Linked DNA regions of Mus musculus: region 1 is linked to region 2. Evidence: chromatin contacts called from public Hi-C data. All regions are on one chromosome and are shown on one strand. The core of a region is the stretch at or near the end of the contact, and the rest is flanking DNA. Distances in the headings are between cores, read along the strand shown.

Evidence for each region. A called contact is a pair of places that touch in the nucleus more often than the background predicts.
Region 1: a Hi-C map of pancreatic cancer cells shows a contact between it and region 2, with 3 times the contacts expected there. The contact joins two enhancer-like sites. A contact is called at or near these places in 12 of 484 Hi-C or Micro-C datasets (the AML12 cell line, the G1E-ER4 cell line, the Patski cell line and 6 more), 3 of 115 datasets of contacts at active chromatin or transcription factors (embryonic fibroblasts, embryonic stem cells and pancreatic cancer cells) and 3 of 9 other capture datasets (adipose tissue, embryonic stem cells and liver).

The regions. Positions count from the first base shown.
Region 1 is chr2:103,338,279-103,345,369 of GRCm38.p6, reverse strand. It overlaps A930006I01Rik (RIKEN cDNA A930006I01 gene), which reads left to right. Exons shown (of 3, transcript NR_040332.1): 2 at 3,340-3,470; 3 at 4,820-6,769. Among named protein-coding and RNA genes, the nearest start is that of A930006I01Rik, 31 kb to the left of the region's middle. Within about 2 kb of position 1,534, at least 31 of the 459 cell types and tissues checked have an H3K27ac peak or open chromatin away from gene starts, as enhancers often do. A contact at or near this core is called in pancreatic cancer cells, where this site is marked.
Region 2 is chr2:103,267,932-103,274,196 of GRCm38.p6, reverse strand. It overlaps Ehf (ets homologous factor), which reads left to right. Exons shown (of 9, transcript NM_007914.3): 5 at 75-143; 6 at 244-312; 7 at 5,977-6,039. Among named protein-coding and RNA genes, the nearest start is that of Ehf, 32 kb to the left of the region's middle. Within about 2 kb of position 2,461, at least 28 of the 459 cell types and tissues checked have an H3K27ac peak or open chromatin away from gene starts, as enhancers often do. A contact at or near this core is called in pancreatic cancer cells, where this site is marked.

The DNA.
Region 1 (7,091 bases), core at 285-2,784, 72 kb before region 2:
GACTGGATTCCCAGATCCACGCCACCCTCTTTTACATTATGACCCTTGGGCAAACTATCTAGTGTCTACTGAGTCTCTATTTCCTCATATTTAAAAGAGGGAAAATTCAATATCTGCCCCAACGTTGCTGAGAGCACTAAACAGATGAAGTACACAACGTACCTGGTTGGCCACACTGTCTGGCTGCCGTGCCTAATAAACAGTAATGGGGATGATGAGGACGGTTGCTATACAGGCCCACCCTGGAAGTCTTGTTATACAAGTCTGGCAACCCGAGTTCAATCCCCAGGACCCACGTAAAAAAAGTGTCCACAAAAATGTCCTCTGATCTCTACAATTGTGTCATGGCACATCATATACCCTTATCTTATCTATGGATGAACACACACACACACACACACACAGAGTAGTAAAAAAATAAATATATATATATATATTTAAAGGGACCAGAAATAGAAGAGAATAAAAGAAGGAAACTCCCTAAGGACACCTCTTTCCAAGAAGAGAAACCATGATTCTATAATAGGTTTGAAAAACCAAGTATGGCTTTCTTGATGATATGCTAGTACCAGGATGTAAAAAAAGCCAGAGAGAGTCATAGTAATTGCTGGATCCACCTGCATACTACTCAGTCCTCCTCCACGCACCTGCCACACAGGCTGAGGTTCTACCATGAGGACAGTAATCAGGTAGAAGGGTCTGCAATGTTCTCATTCTCCACATTTAACTTCAGGCTGCCTGTTCTTGATATAAACACAAATGAGAGCTGACAACTCATTTTCTTCTTTTGTATTACAGAAGGGACCTGTTATTGTGGAAGACTGGGAAAAAAATAGGCTAGGCAAAATTAGGAAGATACTACAGCCTGAAACCCAGTCATCTGCATGTAACTACCATTAGAATGTTGGCCTTCACTTTGTCATTTCCTTTTATCAAAATGGTTTTCTCTTGTGGAATGTAATATTATGTACACCACTACTTTTCCTTTTTGGATAATGATTTTTAACTCTCCCCTAGGAAATCTTTTCCCAGAGTTGTGAAGAATTTGCCTAAACCCTTTTATAAAATGTGTATGTTAATAATCCACCTCCAAGCTGATCTCTGTGTATGGCAGATAGAAGAAGGAACAAGTTCTATTTCCTTTTCAAATGAATTTTCAGTGACAACCAAGCCATGTTCTCTCCAGCATTTCTCAGTTTGACCTTTTCTCGAAAACTCTGTTGGCCACACATGGGCGGATCTCTCCACTGGTTGCTGCTGTGATCCAGCAGTCTGTCTGCATGCTGTCTATAAAGGAAGAGGCTATGCTTTTCTGCGAGGTATCTGCATGCTGTCTATAAAGGAAGAGGCTATGCTTTTCTGCGAGGTAACAATGAACCTCAACAATTCACGGATAAACTAATTTTCCCCTTGGCAGATCCCAGGAGATGTATCATGGCACATGGCCTTTCCAAGGTGGAGTCAGCACTGTAGGGAGAGCTCTCCATGCAGGCTACAGACTGGAAATGGTCCATGGGCTTCACTGACTCATCGTGCAAACATCATCCATCATTCCCTTCCTCTTACAGTTCATATGTCATAACCAGTCAGGGAGCTCCACCCACCTGCAAAGGGCAGTGATGTGCTGGCTGCCATGTGCCTGGAAGGGGAGGATGCTATTGGAAAACACGAGTGACGACTGTCTCCATTTATTTATCCCTGAATGAAAATGACAGTCTTAATCACTACAGTTTAACAGCAAGATGCCGCAGCCGGTAGAGCAGGCCCTCCAACTCTGCTTTGCCTTCTAGAAGGTCACGGCTTGCCTTGAATCTTGGTAACTCTGTATGAATGTAAGAAAGTGGTTACGAGCTTTCAAAGTCTTTTTAGGAGGTGGGAGCTAGATTTGTCTCAGCTGGTCAAATGCTTGCCATACAAGCATCCAGGATCTGCATTCAGATCTTCAGCATCCATGTAAAGATCTTGCCCTGATGGCCTTCTCATCACTGGGGAGATAGAGACAGAGACTTTCTGGGGACATGCTGGCCACCGAGTGTAGCCAGTTGGTGAGTTTTTCAGGTTCAGTGAGAGAATGTCTCACAAGAATACATATACATGAACAACATTAGGCAGAATGAGTTGGTTGTATTCATATATTTGTAACAACAATTAATGAAAGAAGGGGCCATGAATTTGAGAGACAGCAAGGAGGGGTTTGGAGTGAAGAAATGGAAGGCTGAAACAGTATTATACTCTAATCTCAAAAAAAAAAAATTAAAAGAAGTAAACGAAATAAGAAAAAAGATTCAGAACAGATGCAGAGACCCGCAACCAAGCATTAGGTGGAGCTCAGGGGAACTCCATGGGAGGGGGAAGAGGGAGGATTGTTGGAGCCAGAAGGAGTGGAGGGGACCATGAGAACATAAGAACATGGCTCACAGAATTAACTAGGCAGGGATCATCGGGGCTCACAGACACTGAAACAACCACAGCACCTACTTGGGTCTATGTTGGTCATGGTTGTGTAGCTTGGTGTTCTTGTGGGACTCCTAACTGTGGGAGCCGGGTGTTTCTGACTCTTGCCTGCTCTGGGACCATTTCCTCCTATGGGGTTGCCTCCCTCATCCAGCCTTGATCTGAGGTTTGTGCCTAGTCTTATTGTAACTTGCTATGCTGCGCTAGGTTGATATCCCTGGGAAGCTTGCTCTTTTCTGAAGGGACCCAGAGGAGTGGTTTGGGGGGAAAGTGGAGGAGGGGAGCTGGGGGAGAGAGGGAGGGAACTGGTTAGAATGTGTTGTACGAGAGAGAGAGAGAGTCCGTTAAAAAATACTTACATGTATAAAAATAAAGAATTATGTAATAAGGCAGAAAGTGATCAAGATAGACACCCAGCATAAACCTGTGGCCTCCACACTCAGACACACATATTGTGAGACACACATGTCTTTGAGATCTTATCTGACACATAGCTTCACTGAGAAAGAGAATTAACATTTAAAATAGGGAGTGTTTTAAACCAATAGCATGCGTCTTCATCTTTTGACCCTGGTCTTTTTCACTTCCTCTTGAGAATGTTCTGTGTTCTGGATAGGAGCCTTGCATGCAGCTTGTTAAAAACTTCCCTTCTTTTTTTAATATTAAAAAATTTTTCTTTATAAATGTTTGTGGTTGGTATATAAGCATATGTTCATTTTTCTTTATTGACTTTGCACCCAGAAACATTGTGAAAACTATTTTACACTTATTTTGTGTGTGTGTGTGTGTGTGTGTGTTTGAGAGAGAGAGAGAGAGAGAGAGAGATCCATGTCTGGAGGTCAGAGAACAGCTTGTAAGAACTGTTTTTTTCTTTACACCATGCAGGTTTCGGTGATCGAATTCCATTTATCAGACTTCGCAGCAAACCTCCTTACCTGTGGAGCCATCCTGCCTGCCCTTGGGAAACTTTTGAATTATAAAAGTTGTCTATGGCTTTTCATGGATTTTTGATGAGGGTAAGAGTATGACCTCTCCATCCAATTGACATCGAGATACCTACAGGCCTAACCCCAGACCTGTGGCCTAAGACCAGGCCTTGTTAAAGAGCCCTCCTTGTCTGATAAATGTGGTTCTCACTACTCATCAAAGAAACTTCCCTTTTCAGCAGAAGCTAGCTTAGAAAACCAGCTGTGGTTTTCTGTGGTCAAAATAAAGCAAACAAATGATGGTATGGTGGCCAGCCCCAATGGATACATCACTAACACAACTCCCACACCCAAAGCTCAAGGATCTCACCAACATCATGGGAGATGGGACAGAAAGAGTGTAAGAACCAGAGGACCAGGAAATCTGCTGTGAGATTGTGTCTCTTAAAAAACAAACAAACAAACAAACAAACAAACAAACAGGAAGGCTTTACCCAAGATACCTCAACAATATGGCTGTCTAAAGAAGACCCCAACAATGACAGTGTGAATAGGCATGCTAGCATGGAAGAGGGAACTCTGATAGGGCCACACCCCTGAACAAAAGACTACAGATAACTAACAACTGCCAAGAGAGGGAGAGTTAGTCTTCCCCAGGGATAAGCCCCCATTATAGTTGTTCAATACTAAATGGTCAACCCTGAAATCATATGCATACAAGCATGAGTAAATGGACTCAGCAGATTACATTTATGTATTTATGTACATGTATGTTATACATATATGTATGAGTATATGTATATGATGTATATGTATGCCATAATAATAATTATCATCATCATCAAAGTAAAACAGGTGATGAATATGAGAGGGAGCAAGGGAGAAAAAGAGGGGATTGGAGGGACAGGACACAGCTGGAGTACCTGGAGTGAGGAGCGGGAGGAGGGAAGTGAGGTAACTATGCTTAAAACATTTTTTTAAATTATTGAGGAAAAAGAATATAATCCACAAAACAATTCTTATGTCTCTATTTTTTCTTTCTTTTATTGTGTATGTGTATGTGGAGGTGTGGGTGTGGTGCGTACACACATGTGTGCAGGTGTGAACACCCATGCATGTGTGGAGACCAGAGGAAGACTTTGGGTACCCTGTCTATTACGCCTTAGTTCATTGAGACACCGTCTCTCAAGGAGCCTGATCTAGGCTGGCTGCTGGCTAGCTTGGCAATCTTTCTGTCTCCACTTCTCACATTGGTGGAGTCACAGGTGCCACAGCCATGTCTGAGTGTTAAGGATTAATCCGTTTTTTTGTTTTTTGTTTTTTTTTTAACACAGGGATTCAAGCTCAGGCCCTTATGTTTATACAGCAGGCACTCCTTCACCCTGAGTCGGCTCCCCAGCCTGCCTGTCTTTATCTCTTGTTCTTGTCTCACCCTGTAGATGCTGCTGAATAGAGACCGGCGAGAACCAGCCTCCTTCTTCTACTTGAAGATGCAGAGGGAACATTTTCAAAGTTCCTCCTTTGAACTCATTGTTCAGGATTTTACTGTGGCTACTGAATAGCAGATTATTAATGTACCTTATTTTTCCTAATGTCCAATAGCTTTGCATAGTAAGCCATATGTTGAATTTTAGCAAGTGTTATTTTTCTCCGCATGTATTGAGCTGACTCCTTAGGCTCCTAGACTCACAGTGGGCTCTCCCCTGACAAACCCCTTCGAAGTGGGAAGTAACACAAGTCTAAAATGTGTTTGATACATGGAATCACTGAGCACTGTGGCTCAGGGGCATAGTATCCTGGGGGTTGTCAGCTGCCCCCTGGCCATCCTGGGGTGACTGGGATCAGCCTCATGGCTGCTGCCTAGAGTCTTCAGTGTTTTGCTGCATACTGCTAACCCAAGAAAGGTCAAAATTCAAAATGACAAGTGCAGTTTCTGCTAAATGTGTATTACTTTCACGCCATCAAAAAGTTGAAAAATCATGGGCCTGTTTTGTTGCCGTTGATATACTGGTTTCCAGTAACAGGACATGTATAGCATCATGCATCCTAGTATCCTGGAACAAGTCAGGTTTGCACATTGTGGATTTTCCCTTTACATATTGCTAGAGTTGGTTTATAAATACTTTGCTTAGCTGTTTACACCTGTGTTTACATGTACAATTGCCCTGTGATTTTTTTCTCTCACCCTATTCTTTACTGGATTGTAGTATTGATATTCTAGTTTCACAAAATAAAGAAGGGAATATACCTACTTTTGCTACTTTTTGGAAAATTTTGTACAAGATTGACATCAAATCTTTAAAAATTTAAAAATATCTGGTTGAGCTTAACATTCGGTGACAAGTTTATTTTAAATTTCAGATTTTCCAGTTTTATTTTTTTTTCTTGTGCTAATCTTGGTAAGTAACATTTCCTTGAGGTTTATATTCCTCTGCATTTTGAAGTTTATTGGCAGCTGTTTGTGATACCCTCACGACATTCCGCAAATGTCTCCAACAGACGCAATACAGCCACTCTTCCTCTGCTGACACTAAGAGCGGGGGGGGGGGGGGTGTTCCCCTTTTCTGTCCTGTTTTGTCTGAACAGATTTATTGCTTTTATTAGTTATTACATTTTTATTATGTTTATTTATGAATTGATGAGGGGTACACCAGGCACACACGTGGAGGTTAGAGCACAGCTTTTAGGATTTGGCTCTCTCCTACCATGTGGGGCCAGGAGATTGGGCTGAGGTATTGGGAGCTGGCAACAAGCTCTTTGACTCGTCTCAGCGGCCTCTTTATCAGTTATTTTAAAGAACCAAATTCTGACTTTTAAAAATCTTCTCTATTATCTCTTTTTTCTTTCAGCATTGCTGCTAACATTCTTTTAGGGGAAGACCTAAACAATGTCTATCTCTCCTCTGAAGGTCCAGGCTACTGCCCAAGATACAATGCTACCACAGTTCATCCTGGGGGAAGCAAGGAGTTTTTTAGGCTGCCGTACAGCGAGTGGGCAAGCATGTGCAGGCAGGAACACGGATGGTTCTAAAGCAGCCTCTGGGAGGTCTGCATCCCGAGTGATTCCCCCATGGCTGTGTACTTGGCATGCCACTCTTCAGGGAGTCCGTCCTTGGCTACAGAATGCTAGCCCCTCCCTGAGGCCATATGCAATCAGGGCAGAACTGTATACAACTGGTTGAGATGAGTGGCTGGATACCTGGGTGAGGGCCCCTGACCTTCTCCACCCTCCTCCCATGAAGGAGTGTCAGCAGTAAGCATTTGCAAGTTGAGTTCACGAAGGTGGTGGCAATTTGCCTTGGGGGACAGTCCTGTAAGACATTTCTTTTTCTTGAGTTTAGTGCACATCAGGACAAGACTATTTCACTTCTAAACTCTTCTAGAACTCCTATAAAAAGCACTGTGTCCTCCTGTATCCTTCTCATCTTTGTATTTCCCACTGTCCCATCTCTCCGCTTCATTCTGGGTAGCTTTGACCTCCCCCTCCCCAATGTTCTTTGCACTTGTTTTGAATTTGTTATTAAACCTACCTGTTGAACATTTTGTTTTGGCTATTGGGACTTTAAATGTTACAGTTCTAGAATTGTTATTACCGTTGGTTTGCACCAGGACCTTCCACACGCTGGCCCATGCTCTGGATTTGGGATTTCTTTCTGGCTCCTTTAATTCACAGTTGTTGTCTCTCAGTTCATGACTCATTACTTGCTTGAAC
Region 2 (6,265 bases), core at 1,212-3,711:
CAGACACCTAGAATGGGAACTCTTCCACCCAGGGATAACAGTTGTTGATGTTCCCCATTCTTTATCCCTTGTAGATCCTTCCATCATGAACACATGGAAAGAAGAAAACTATCTCTATGATCCCAGCTATGGTAGCACAGTAGGTAACTACCTCCCCGACTCTAAAGGGCCTTTTATACTCTGCCTCAGTGCCGTGTCATCAGGAGGGTCTCTCAATGCCCCTTCCCTTTCTGTTTCCTGCAGATCTGTTGGACAGTAAGACTTTCTGCCGGGCTCAGATCTCCATGACAACCTCCAGTCACCTTCCAGTTGGTAAGTTGTCCAGACACGGGCTGGGCTTGCCTTCCACCTGTGCTTACTAATTATCAATAAAACTTACCACCACCCACATTTCTACCTCACCGGAGCCTTTCTCATTAAAAAGCCAGGGAGTGAACTGAGTTGCCATCAGCATGAGCAGCCGCTCTTCCCAGCCAGCCATACACCAAAGCTTATCTGGTCACATTCCTCAGTGCTCTCCTGTAGCATCTGTTTCACTAGTTTCTTGAGACAATGAAAACTCCTTGTGGTCCCTCTATTTTGAACATAGATTTGCATTGGAGACAAACCTGGTAAATTTATTTGTACTTAAATTCAGGAGAAGGCTAGATTTAATTTTCAATTGCATCCCAAATACACATTTTGAACTACAGTTGGCTTTAAAGAACTCAAAACACCTCTGGACCTATGGGCCTGGTCTACAGGTAGAGTGATTTGGAAGTCTGGATAGAAGGCCTGAACTCGAAGCCCCCTTCCCACCTTTACTTGAAGCCTAATCTTGATGTCTCATCAGCATTCTGTAATCAGAGAATCTGCCCTGTGTCAACTATATTTGCATTGAGTGTATTGGTTGGCGACTGGATACAACTAGGGGTTATTCATGATGCTTTGTCAAAGGTTACAGCAAGATTGGCACACTGGGGGTTGGGTGTGGGAGAGGGCTTTCAGCCAGTAGTGCATTTATATGTATGCTATAAGAATTAGCTGAACAAAAGATTTTTGTGTTGTTCCTTGCCCTGGCCACTTCTAGACCTTTTTAGGTCTGTGAAGCTGAGCCATCGTTTGTAGCAGAAGTGTTCCTCAGGAATTGACCTTGGGGATGGTGACAGAACTGGAAATTAGCAGTGTCTGTGTGAAAGAAAGGGTGGACTTAATAACTCTCCATCGTCATTTGCTTTAGTTGAGTGTGTTGTGTGAATTGAACTCATCAGAGCTTTTAGTTAGAAGTTTTGTGCAGGCCAGGTCCCTTGAAAGTGAGAACTAGGAGCTAGTTTAAGCACTTCAGGAATTGTGGTTGAGATTTGAAGCAGCCCTCTCCCAACCCCCACAGAGCCCTCAATGTGAATCCCTTGAAGTGTTTTGTGTAAATCAGGAAGGGATATTTTCCTTCCACCACATCTGCCACTATGGAAGACACGTCCATCTGGATAATTTTCTGTGGCAACGGTTGCCACCTACCTAGAGAAGACTAGCAGCTTCAGGGCTGAGGAAGGCACCCAAGTCACCCTCTAGTTTCTACTCCAACTTCCGGTAGTTGTCACCTTCCCTGTCTTTCCTGTTGTGTCTTTAACATGTGACAGAAGATGTCAAGTAATGATAAAGTTGAACCAACTGCTTTGAGAGCCTCCAGGGTTTTTAAGTTCTCCAGACTCCTAGGAAGTCAGGGCCTTGCCACCTCACATCCATGTCTGCTTCCCCTTTGGTGCCTTACATCTTCTAGGATCTCAGAACAGCAGTGGCTCAAGGCAGCAGATTATGCCCGCATGCCGTCACAGCAAGGTGTCGCTGTCTTCCGGATCTATCTAGTATGGTTTTACATGGTCCTTAAAATGAAATTTATGAATATTCTTCTCCACTTCCTACCCACCCCTGCCCCCATTTTCACCCGCCTTAGTATCAGGTTAGAAAACGAGACAGATAATCCAAGCCCTCTAATCAGAGTTAGTTTCCTAAAAAAACCAAAACCAACCAAACAAACAAACAAAAACCAAAACAAACAAACAAAACAAAACAAAAAACAGCTCTGTAGTTGGTGTATTCTTTGGAGTCTTAGGTCTGGCAAAATATTAATTGCAACCATGCACAAATCAGTTCCTTCCAGAATAGTTTGATTTCTACTGGATGGAGCCAGAATGCCCCCAAAGACCTTTACCATCTGTCCTACTTTTGCCATATCAAGTTCCTATAAAATAGGGTGCAGTTAAACATCTTTCTATGTTTTCATGCAAGTTGAAGCTGCGTTAAGGTGAGGCTTGTGTCAACTGATGGTCTCCTTGATAGTGCCAGCGTGGAAGAGAGCTTCGTTTTGATTTAGTTTATCTGCCCATCCCATAAAATGGCTGCTGCCACCAGTGCTCTGATCTGCTCAACAGTCCCGAAGCCAGTCATGCCAACTCAGGCTTGATGTGTTTATCTACTGACTTGTTGAGCCTCCAGCTAGGGTGGCACGGTCTATTAGAACACCGAAATTTGTATATCCCGTAAAGGAATGGCTCACAGCTGACTCATATGCAAATCCATCTAATCTCTGCTCTCTTGCGAAGTAGCTAGGCCGAAGGCATAGGCTTCCACTTACACAGCAAACTTGGGGTGTCTTATAGCTTCCACCTGGACCCACAGACACCTTGACCCCAAGTGTCTCCCTTCCCTGGGGAGGGAAACAAGAGAAAGCCAGGCTGGACAACCTCTGTAGAGCTAACCATTATTTTATAAAGATGAATCACCTGACCACAGGGCTACTTCAAAGGTAGCTTTTATTTTGTGGCAGTGGGGAGGACAGGGGGGTGGAAGAGAGGCAGTTGTATTAAATGAGCCCCTAGATCAAAAGGTTTTTGAGCTAAGGCTGGTAGGGTTTTTGTGGCTTCCTTTGCCTATTGGCAAGAGAAGAGTATCTGAAAGAAACTCATCTTTTTTCCCAATTGCTTATTTTTCCATGTGATGACAAGAACAAGTGTGTGTGTGTGTGCATGTGTGTGTATGTGTGTGTGTGTATGAGTGTGTGTAGAATTTCCCTAGTCTTTTAATCTAGAGTTTGTGAACCCCCTGAATGAGCCAGAGATCCCTGAAATGACTAACCAAATTCCATTAGAATAACACACTTGCATTTTCTGGGGGAGAATATTTAGGAATTCATCCACGTAAGGCTACCATAACCCCCCAAGTGATGGACTCTCTTGTCAGGTTGGAGCCCTCATGCATGAACTGAGGCCAGTGTGCCAGGAACTGTGTGGTTTTCTGAAGCTATCCCTGGCTCTGAAATCATGGCCCTGTTCCCTCCTGGATCTCATTGGAGAATGAGCTTTGCTTGTGGCCTGCTGGGTAAATGCCACTCTTTGTCTCCAGAACAACGTGGCCCTGTCAGGGTGATGTATCACTGGGAAACCAAACGGGGTGGGTGCCAGACCTGTTTTAATGTCATCATGTCCTGGTGGGGTGTTGCAACCTTGCCCTGTCAACTGCAGGGGGCCAAGAGGTGTCCTTCCCAGTTCCGTGTATCGGTCCTTCTGAATTTCAGAGAAAGCCACATAGGGCCAGGCCCTGCTGGTATCCATGCCAGGAGAGAAATTCTTACTCAGAATGGGGAGTTTCTCTTTTGTTTAATTCCTTTTCCTGCCCCCTCGTAGCTTTGGGGATGTGGAAGTGTGAGGTGCTTAGGGATCTGATGGGTGGAGGCGCCCCCATCAGCACCACACACCAGGAATTACAGCAGTAGGACAAGGGAATGATGGCTTTGTTTTCTGTTGATGAAGACACTGTGGAAGTAGATGGACTCTTCAGAAGGCGTTCGAGAAGTGTGTAGTGTGACCAAATTGCCTCCCTTTAGGAAAGAATCATGAGCAAAGCTTCTAGGAGCCGACCATTGATACTTCCAGGCCATTTCCTGAATCCTTTATAGATGCAAACTGTGCATGATAGTAGTACTAAACGAATTATATAATACTACCTACTTTATATTGTTATTGTATGAATGATAGAAACTATGTAAAGTGTTCAGTATGGTGCCTGGCACATGGCAAGAACTCAATAATTAGGAGTGGTTTTCTTAACTATTTTGTTTCACCTTATCGTATCACTTTAGCTTTTGTGGTACTGGGGGTCAACCTTTGTGCAAGTGCTCTAATGCTGAGCCATATCTGCAATCCTCTTAATCGATTTAACTGGAAATAGAATAGCAACTTCTTCTATCAGATGCAAGCCTGGGCCCCCTCCCTGTGCACACACTGTTAATGCATCTAGAATGCTGTTGAAAACCTCACCAGAGAACCCTAGACTAGAAAGCTTGGCTATAATATCACAAGAAGAGATCTGTTTTGCTTAATTTCTGTAGTGGATTGTCTTGTGTTTAGGGACTATTTTATGATTATGGGGTTTGGGATGAGCTCAACAATGGTCTTCACAACACCTGAGGTGCCCTTGGACATATACAAATATAGACACACAGATACAGAGAAATCACACACACACACACACACATATACATGAGGGAGAGCACTATGTTGTTAGTTTTTTAAGAAGAGGTTTTTAAATGCATTTATTCTATGCACATGAGTGTTTTGTCTGTACACATACACACACACACACACACACTTACCATGTATGTTCCTGGTGCTCATGGCAGTCAGAAGAGAGTATCAGGCCTCCTAGAACTAGAGTTACAGGTAGTTATGTACCATCATGTGTGTATTGGGAACCAAATTCTTGTCCTCTTGAAAGAGCAACAAGTATGCTTTTAACTGCCGAGTCATCTCTCCAGCTCTGCCTCCTTTAATTGATCCATAATAACAATATATTTATGAGTTATGCTGTGACAGCTTGGTATTTGTGAATAATAAGTGATAACTAAGACAGATGCATTGGCTCCCCAATCTCTGAAATGTTCCTCATCTGAGTGCTGGGAACCTTGGGACTTCTTGGTTCTGGTTCTTTGTAAGCTATGTAATAAATCACCATGCGCTATATTTTCATCCCATTGGCTGGCAGAACAATAGACTTTGTTCTTCCAGAGTAACTACATTTTGTAGAGCGTCACCAGCCTCCTGCTGTCCCTCTTGTCCCCTCTTGATCCCTTCATCATTCAACTTTTGTTTCACTGGGATTAAACTTTTCAACCTGTCATCCGTACCTGAGAACATAGTGTTTTTAAGACAAATTTTTACATCAGAGAGCTGTCTCTGTCTCTTCCTCCATGGAGATAGTGAAAGAATTACCATAAGGAGTCATTTGTTAAACTAATCTGTGTTTCCATAGTCCACCTAGGCGGTCTGTGCAGAGCTCAGGCCACTCAATGGCCCCTTTGTCAAGGTGATTAAAATGTATCTTTGCATGCCAAAAAAATGGCACTCCTCTGGCTTAAATGGTATCCTTCTTTGTTATAAGTGTTTACATTTTTTAATTATGTTATAAAAACATCCTTTAGATGACCTAAGTCTTTCCATGGCTTGCTGTTTCTCTCCGAATGAGGCAGAAGAGAGGCCTTTCAAAAAATTCCTGTAAGGCATTAGTGGCCAGACTTCAGCTCCCATCTCTTGTCTCCTTGTCCGCATCCACACTGGCTTCTTTCTGTCCTGTGTAAAGACTTTGTGCACAGTAACCTCAGGCACTTTGCACCTATTGTCCTCATTTATGCAAAGCTTGTCCTGGGTTCTCTGCATGGCCAACTCTCCCATATTCCTCAGGTTCTATTATCACAGAAGTCTATCTCTCTCTCAATAATAATAAATAATAATAATAATAATGATGATGATAATTGATATATACATATTGGTCCCCATTTCTTACCCTGCATTCTTTTTCTCCATAGCCTTTATTCTTTGTTTTGGCACTGCCACACAGCCAACAGTGCCAGCACACCGTGGGTATTCAGGGAATATTGGCAAAGTGTGTATGAGAAAGATAGTCATAGGAGATATGTAACCTGAGGTGTTCTTCTCTCCTTAGCAGAGTCACCTGATATGAAAAAGGAGCAAGACCACCCTGTAAAGTCCCACACCAAAAAGCACAGTAAGTCCCCTGGTGATGTCGCTTCTGTCTCCGTTCCTTTACCTCTAAATGGGACTTGTTTTCTATCAAGATGACTCCCTATGTGGCTGTTTCTGAAAGTGGGGCTTCTGGGGATTTCTTTGTCATCTTTCTTTCTCTAAAATTAGGATACTAAGTGGATAAGAACTTGTGGGCAGAAGGTTAAAGGTTTTCCTTTGTCCAGGAAAAAAACAGGATGGCCCAAGGA